2 separate regions of the Mus musculus genome follow, and region 1 is linked to region 2. A link is a contact called in public promoter capture Hi-C data. All regions are on one chromosome and are shown on one strand. The core of a region is the stretch at or near the end of the contact, and the rest is flanking DNA. Distances in the headings are between cores, read along the strand shown. Region 1 overlaps Pde4d (phosphodiesterase 4D, cAMP specific). Region 2 overlaps Pde4d (phosphodiesterase 4D, cAMP specific).

Region 1 (3,207 bases), core at 199-2,698, 460 kb before region 2:
CAGAGCTGGAATCTGAAACCAAGTTCCCCTGACGACAAACATCTATGTTCTTTCCACTCTGCAGAGCTGCTGTAAGCACTAATAGTGCGTGCGCCGGGCCAGGCCAGCAAGTAAACGCCACTCATCTGCCTTACATAGAAAGTTCAGCAAAAATATTTCCAAAAGCCAAGAATACTGAACAATAACAAAAGAAAAAAACATTTGGTATTTTCCACGGGACAAGATCATAAACCCACTATTACATTAGCTGCTGTGTCCAATTTAACTAATATCCTAGTGAATATCACGGATGTGTCTGCCCTTTAAGAAAGTCTCTAGGTCCATCACCCAACTGTTGGAGTGAAGAAACTGTTTTCCTATTCCTGACATCCCTTCAAAGCATCGTCTCCTGGCCTTGGTTGTGGGGAAGGAGGGAAGCTTGAATCATGCTAAGGACACTCACTCTTTTATCCAACTAAGCCTTAACATTTTGATTGTTTTTAAAAAAGGGCGGGATAGTTCATACTCTACCATAGAAGCTACCATTTTCCTATAAATCAAATTGATTGACTGATGATAGCTGAAAGCATTCTCTTAGTAATTGATTTATTTAATGAAACATAGAAGCAAGGGGTGAGGGGTCAGTTTATGCGAGCCAACACAGAAAGCTGACACAGGAACGGAACCAATGACACTGTTGGCTTTTTTCCCTGTAGTCTCTCATGTCTTGCTACATTATAAACAAAGACCTTACATGTCAATGAAGTGAAAATCCTTATAGCAATGTTTCCAGACCAGAGAGATGCACATACTCACACACTCACACACACACACAGATGTGTGCAAAACTTAAAGCATTTTAAGCAAGTGTTTTGTTTTGTTTTTCTATTACTACTTATAAGCAAAGAGAGAATTTTTTTCTAGCTGTGGTACTATATTTTATGTTTTTATCTTTTATGTGAGGCTCTAGAGACAAAAAAAAAAGAACAAAAAAAGCAAACAAACAAAAAAAAAAGCTTTCCCAAATCTACCTTTATTAAGAAGTTGGAAACATAAGACACCAAACTCAAAATATCAAGAAGCCAAGTTCCCAGCTTCTATGGCTATACAAGAGCTTTTCTCTTAAAATTTATATATTTATTGAGGCATATATATGTATATATATGAACTCTTAAGAATCCTCTTTTTTATGTTTTAACAGCTAAAACTATTTTAATTGTCACTACTTAAAATGTCTCTTGCAACTAACTTAGCTTCCTTCATAATGGGATTTCGGTCCTTCTGAGTTCCCTTATACTTTTGTGGGGCAGGGCTGGAATATCTTAAGTTTCAGCTACAGCTGTGAACAACCCATCTTCCTTCCTGCAAACCTCCTGGCCGGAAGAAAACCGTTATCTGAAGTCAACAGCAAGTGCTAGCCTGTGCTATGCGCTGGCACCCATACGGCAGCAGGGGGAGCCAGTGGGAAAATAGTTGAGAAGAACCAGGCTCCAGAAGAGAAGCTTAATTTGTTCTCAAAGCAGAGGAAGAGAGCAGCAATGGACCAAAAAGACAAACTAAGACTAACAGAGAACGCGTCACTACGTGTGCAAAGCCGATGTGGGTGCCTTTGAAGGGAGCCACGGAAAAACCTTAAGTCTTTGCAAAGGATGCTCGAATCCCAATTTCAAGACCAAGTTACAGTTCGCTGGAAAGCCCAGTGCTTTTCAAGAGTGCTGAGCTACCAAACTGCCCCCAAAATGTGAGAGCAGACACAAGCTAGTATTTTTAGATTGATATGTTTTAGGGCTATTTCAAAAGGATTTCATTTTTCTCCTGCAAGCATCACTGATCTTACATGGAAGACGCAGTAAAATGAGCATTATTAGATCATGAGAGGGTTGTTGCAAGGTTGGAACAGAAATTTCTTTGAACCCCGGGGACCAGACTTCTGCCGGCTCTCATGCAGACACCTCCCAACCCTTATCTGACCCCTTTGGGGTGTGTGTGTGACCAGAAACACCATGAAAGTATCTTAAAGTATTTTACTTTGAAAGTATTTTAGCTTTGCAAAATCTGTATAGAAGGACAGCAATGTGCCCCCCAGACTCATACATATGTATGTCTTGAAGGCTAGCAAGGCCTATATTTCCAGCTACAGTATAGCAGAAAAACACCTCATTCTATCTGGAATTTAAATGTGAACTTAAGAAATGCCTGGACATCTCCTTAGAACCTCAAACTATTCTAGCTATTTGTGGATGATAAAGACATATTACAAAAATCTATGACACATAGAATTTCTACCAAAAATTACTCTTGTGCAGTAAACTAATAAAATCGAATATTTCAGACAAAAAAAGGAACTCAAGAAAACTTGACCCCAAACTCTTATATTGCCCTTTCAAAATGGTTATTGTTATGCCTCAGATTATACTAAAGGAAAGTGTAGCTTAAAAAGTTTACATTATGATTTTTTTTAATAACTCAGTGAAGAAGAGAATAAAACACAGAGTGAACTTCTAGGTCTGTCCGCCTCTAAAGCGCTGAGGCCTCACTGAAATTGCCCTCAATTGCTGGTTCCGGGGTAGGGGATGGGGGTGGGGAGGGAAATCTGTACAACTCTTAGGCAGATTAATGTGCATTTGAGAGTAAATGCTGTAGATGTAATCACTCAAATTAAATGCCATCTGGAATCTCTTACGCCTCCAATACAAGCATCTAGCATGTGTTACAGCCACCCCTTGCCTTGGCCAAGATTTCAACCATATTCTTGTCCTGAGCAAGCAGTCTGTGTACACTGTGACAGCAACACAGAAAATATGTTGTCTGCTAGACATCACCTTAAAGCTACTAATCATTGCCAATTTCTTTTTATTGAGATCTTTTAACTATATGAATTCTCTGTTAGCAGGCTTAAAGATCTGGCTTCCCCGCTTTCTGCCTGCCAAATCACCTCCATAATAGATCCTGTCTGTTATCAGTTTAAAAAAAATCTAGACGTCTTATTCGTGCATTATTGTGTTTTTAATATTAGGAAAAAAATGTTTAAAACTTCCACAGAGGAGAATACTATCCTGATATTTCAAGGCAAAAGAAAAATGAGTCGATTGCATTAACTGAATATAGGGCAATAAATTTATCAACCAAGAAGTAACTTGCCAGACTCATTCACTCAGATATAATAGCCCAAGGAAGCTGTTCACATTGCCAGCCAAAATGAAGGCAGGCTGTCTCTCCCAGCCCTTG
Region 2 (3,045 bases), core at 197-2,696:
CTCAAACCATAAAGTAGAGAGATATTGAAAAGATAAGAGACAGTCTCCACAGGTACAATTTAGCATTCACTGTTCCCCCAAACACAGATATACCATACATGATGTTGCTATTATGAACCCACTGGGCATGGACATGAGAGCTTGGTCAGTGTTGTTGCCCTCTGATACATACTTGGGAGTTGTCATGTCTTATATAGCCTGTATGTATAATCCAGGTTATTCATCTTTCAACCCTAATACATACATACAAACATACAACCTTACATACACACACACACACACACACACACACACACACACACACACACACACACACATATATATATATATATATATATATATATATATACATACATACACAGAGAGAGACAGAGAGATACACATGTATCCATGTATATATGCAGTACAAATTTTATAAGACACTATCCCTAACCTGTTGTCTTTGCTATGTTTATAGGGCGATAATTCTCAAACCATAGGAGACACAATCTAATAGCCTATCAAGTGATTATCAGACCACTCTAGTTAACTTATGGCTTAGAAGGATTTTTGAACTATTGCCTAAAAGATTGGAGTGAAGTTAGACACCATCGAATTTTGTGTGATATGAGTAAAGAAAGATAGAAAGTGAGTAAGGGGCTAAAACAGACAAAAGGAAAATTAAATCTCTGGCAAATGAGAAAATCATTGTTACTTTCCTATTAGTTATTCTTTCGTTTTTAGCACTCTGAACCACATCCCTTTCCCCCACCCCAGAGTTGAAGACATTTTCTCTCTGCTGAAGACGTCAGCATTAAAGTAGCAATTCAATAGCCGTAGCTGAAAGAGCAGGGTGGGTAGTGAAGCACGTGACAGACATGAGATAGCCCACATTATTGGCTTATGGTTTTCTGTTTTCCTTTTTGTTTCTTTCTTTCTTCTTTCGTTCTTTCTCTCCTTTTGTTTCCACAGTCAGTAGTTGAGAATGCATAATTTTAACAATCTGAGAGAGACCTAAAAAACTAAAGCTTAATTTGCGTACATTGTGGGCACACACTAGGATTTCTAGTTGCAAATTTCCTTCTCAATCAAAATATTCGTAATCGAATTTAATTTTCACTTATAAGTTCTAAGGTATCACTTAGAATTCAAGAATCCTATCACTAGAGACAATAAAAGACATTAAAATAGAAAGCCAAGAGGCAAATAAGGTATATTTAATAAAATCAGAAGTTCTCCTAATTAAAAACAACCTTAGTCTAAGCCTGACCTTCTGCCTACAATGGCCTGGATTTACAACTGTGCTTGATTGATGGATGAACAAGAAGAACTCTCATAATTATCAGCCATAAGTTTATTATCCAGTGTTTACAAATAGACTTTTTGGTCCTACCAGGATCTAGACCCAAGCTTTGAGTCTGGTCTTCTGAGAAGAGCTGTTACAAAGAGGAAGAGAAAGTACTGTAAGAAGGTCAGCTGCTGTGCAACTGCCGTAGAAAGTGCGCAGATACGGACTGAATTTTGCTTACCAGACTGAGAATGATACTGCTGTTCTATAAAAGACGTAATACGGTCTGTGCATACATCAGTAGCATTTACTGTTCAAAACGGATCTCTGTCTGTACACGTTACTTCTAGGTTTTGTTTCTGTAGTTTCAATTTAAAAGTTCAGACAAAAAGTGGCCAGAGAGAAATACTTTCCCTTTGTGAAACAGCAAGCCATTTGTCTTTCTTCAAATGTTCATTCATTGGATTAATTGTTTAAAATACTGTGTAATTTTGAACATATGCAAATTACACTATTACATGGTCATTTATACTTTGCACCATTCTATGAAGAAAATATAGCAATCAAAAAAAAAATGAAATGAGCTAGCTCATAAGTCGCATATTTGGACTATCGAGTTATAACCCAACTCTGTCTGCTAGACTGCAGCCTTTGGGAGCTGATACTTGGGAGCATATTGCCCAACAAAAGAAGTGCAGGAGCCTCAAAGGAAAAACAGGCTCAATATTGATTTAAGGGGTTATAATCACCCCATTTCACCTCTTAATAGAGATGAGCTGTCAGCATCACCACAGCAGTTTATTACAAAGCACTTAAACATCTGGTCCTTAGAAAATGAAATAAGTAAATAATTAATCATTATCCACAATTACTAGTCCAAAACCTTTTTCAACAGAGTTTGTTGACTACTGTAAGTCCCCATTCTCCAAGTCAGTTGAGCCCATTCCAAAGGGAGTACAAAGAAATTCAAATAGAATGCCCTCCTAAACTTTGAAACTACCTGTCTTCATTGCATTCAACACAACTTTATGCATCTTGTACAGATTTATAAAATCTTACATTTCTCACAAATCATATTATGCAAAGTTCATCATGTATGTGTGTGTGTATATATGTGTGTATGTAAAAACTACAAACCCATGTTAGTATTTACCCTTCTTGATAGACTCTGTCATGTAACTCAACATCAGAGTATATTGAGGCTTCTCAGGAGTCTTCTTAATTGCTGCTGGGTGGAACTTAAATTCCTAGAAAGCTGACCTGTGTATTCCTTCTTTGACCATGGAAGACCCATTTCTGAATTGCCAGGCTACCATTGTATTCTCATAACTTGACAGGAGAAAACACGAAGGCATAGAGTGCTTGTTTATTCTGTCAGGAGAACCCTTATCTTTGCTTAGCTAGGCAGTAAAAAGGCTAAAATGTGTAATGGAAAGACGCCTTTGTAATAAAATCCTCCAGCGAATATTTCGAATGTAGCTTCAAACAAGAAAGACACATTCCTCACACTATCCTACCAGCACCCAAGGGGAGTGTTCTATTAAGCCAACTATTCCAACCACTTATTAACTTTAACTTGTAACCAAGAAACAGTGAGTTCGTCATAGCACTGCATGATAATCAACATGCCAGGCTAAGGAAAGGATAATGAGAATTTCGATTTGGATAGTGATCCCGAGAAACTTCGGAAGACTTCTCTAGACCTGCTCCACATCAGTTTCTTCCTGGCCTCTCATAAAACAAAAGAGAAAAATGCTAGACCACGTCTCTCTCTCTCT

Evidence for each region. Promoter capture Hi-C pulls out the DNA fragments that hold promoters and counts their contacts.
Region 1: a promoter capture Hi-C map of pre-B cells shows a contact between it and region 2, with 2.4 times the contacts expected there. The contact joins two enhancer-like sites.

Annotation. Positions count from the first base shown.
Region 1 is chr13:109,906,017-109,909,223 of GRCm38.p6, reverse strand. All of the region lies in intron 8 of Pde4d (phosphodiesterase 4D, cAMP specific), which reads right to left. Among named protein-coding and RNA genes, the nearest start is that of Mir1904, 3.8 kb to the right of the region's middle. Within about 2 kb of position 1,448, at least 55 of the 459 cell types and tissues checked have an H3K27ac peak or open chromatin away from gene starts, as enhancers often do. A contact at or near this core is called in pre-B cells, where this site is marked.
Region 2 is chr13:109,444,757-109,447,801 of GRCm38.p6, reverse strand. All of the region lies in intron 3 of Pde4d (phosphodiesterase 4D, cAMP specific), which reads right to left. Among named protein-coding and RNA genes, the nearest start is that of Gm32703, 5.3 kb to the right of the region's middle. Within about 2 kb of position 1,446, at least 27 of the 459 cell types and tissues checked have an H3K27ac peak or open chromatin away from gene starts, as enhancers often do. A contact at or near this core is called in pre-B cells, where this site is marked.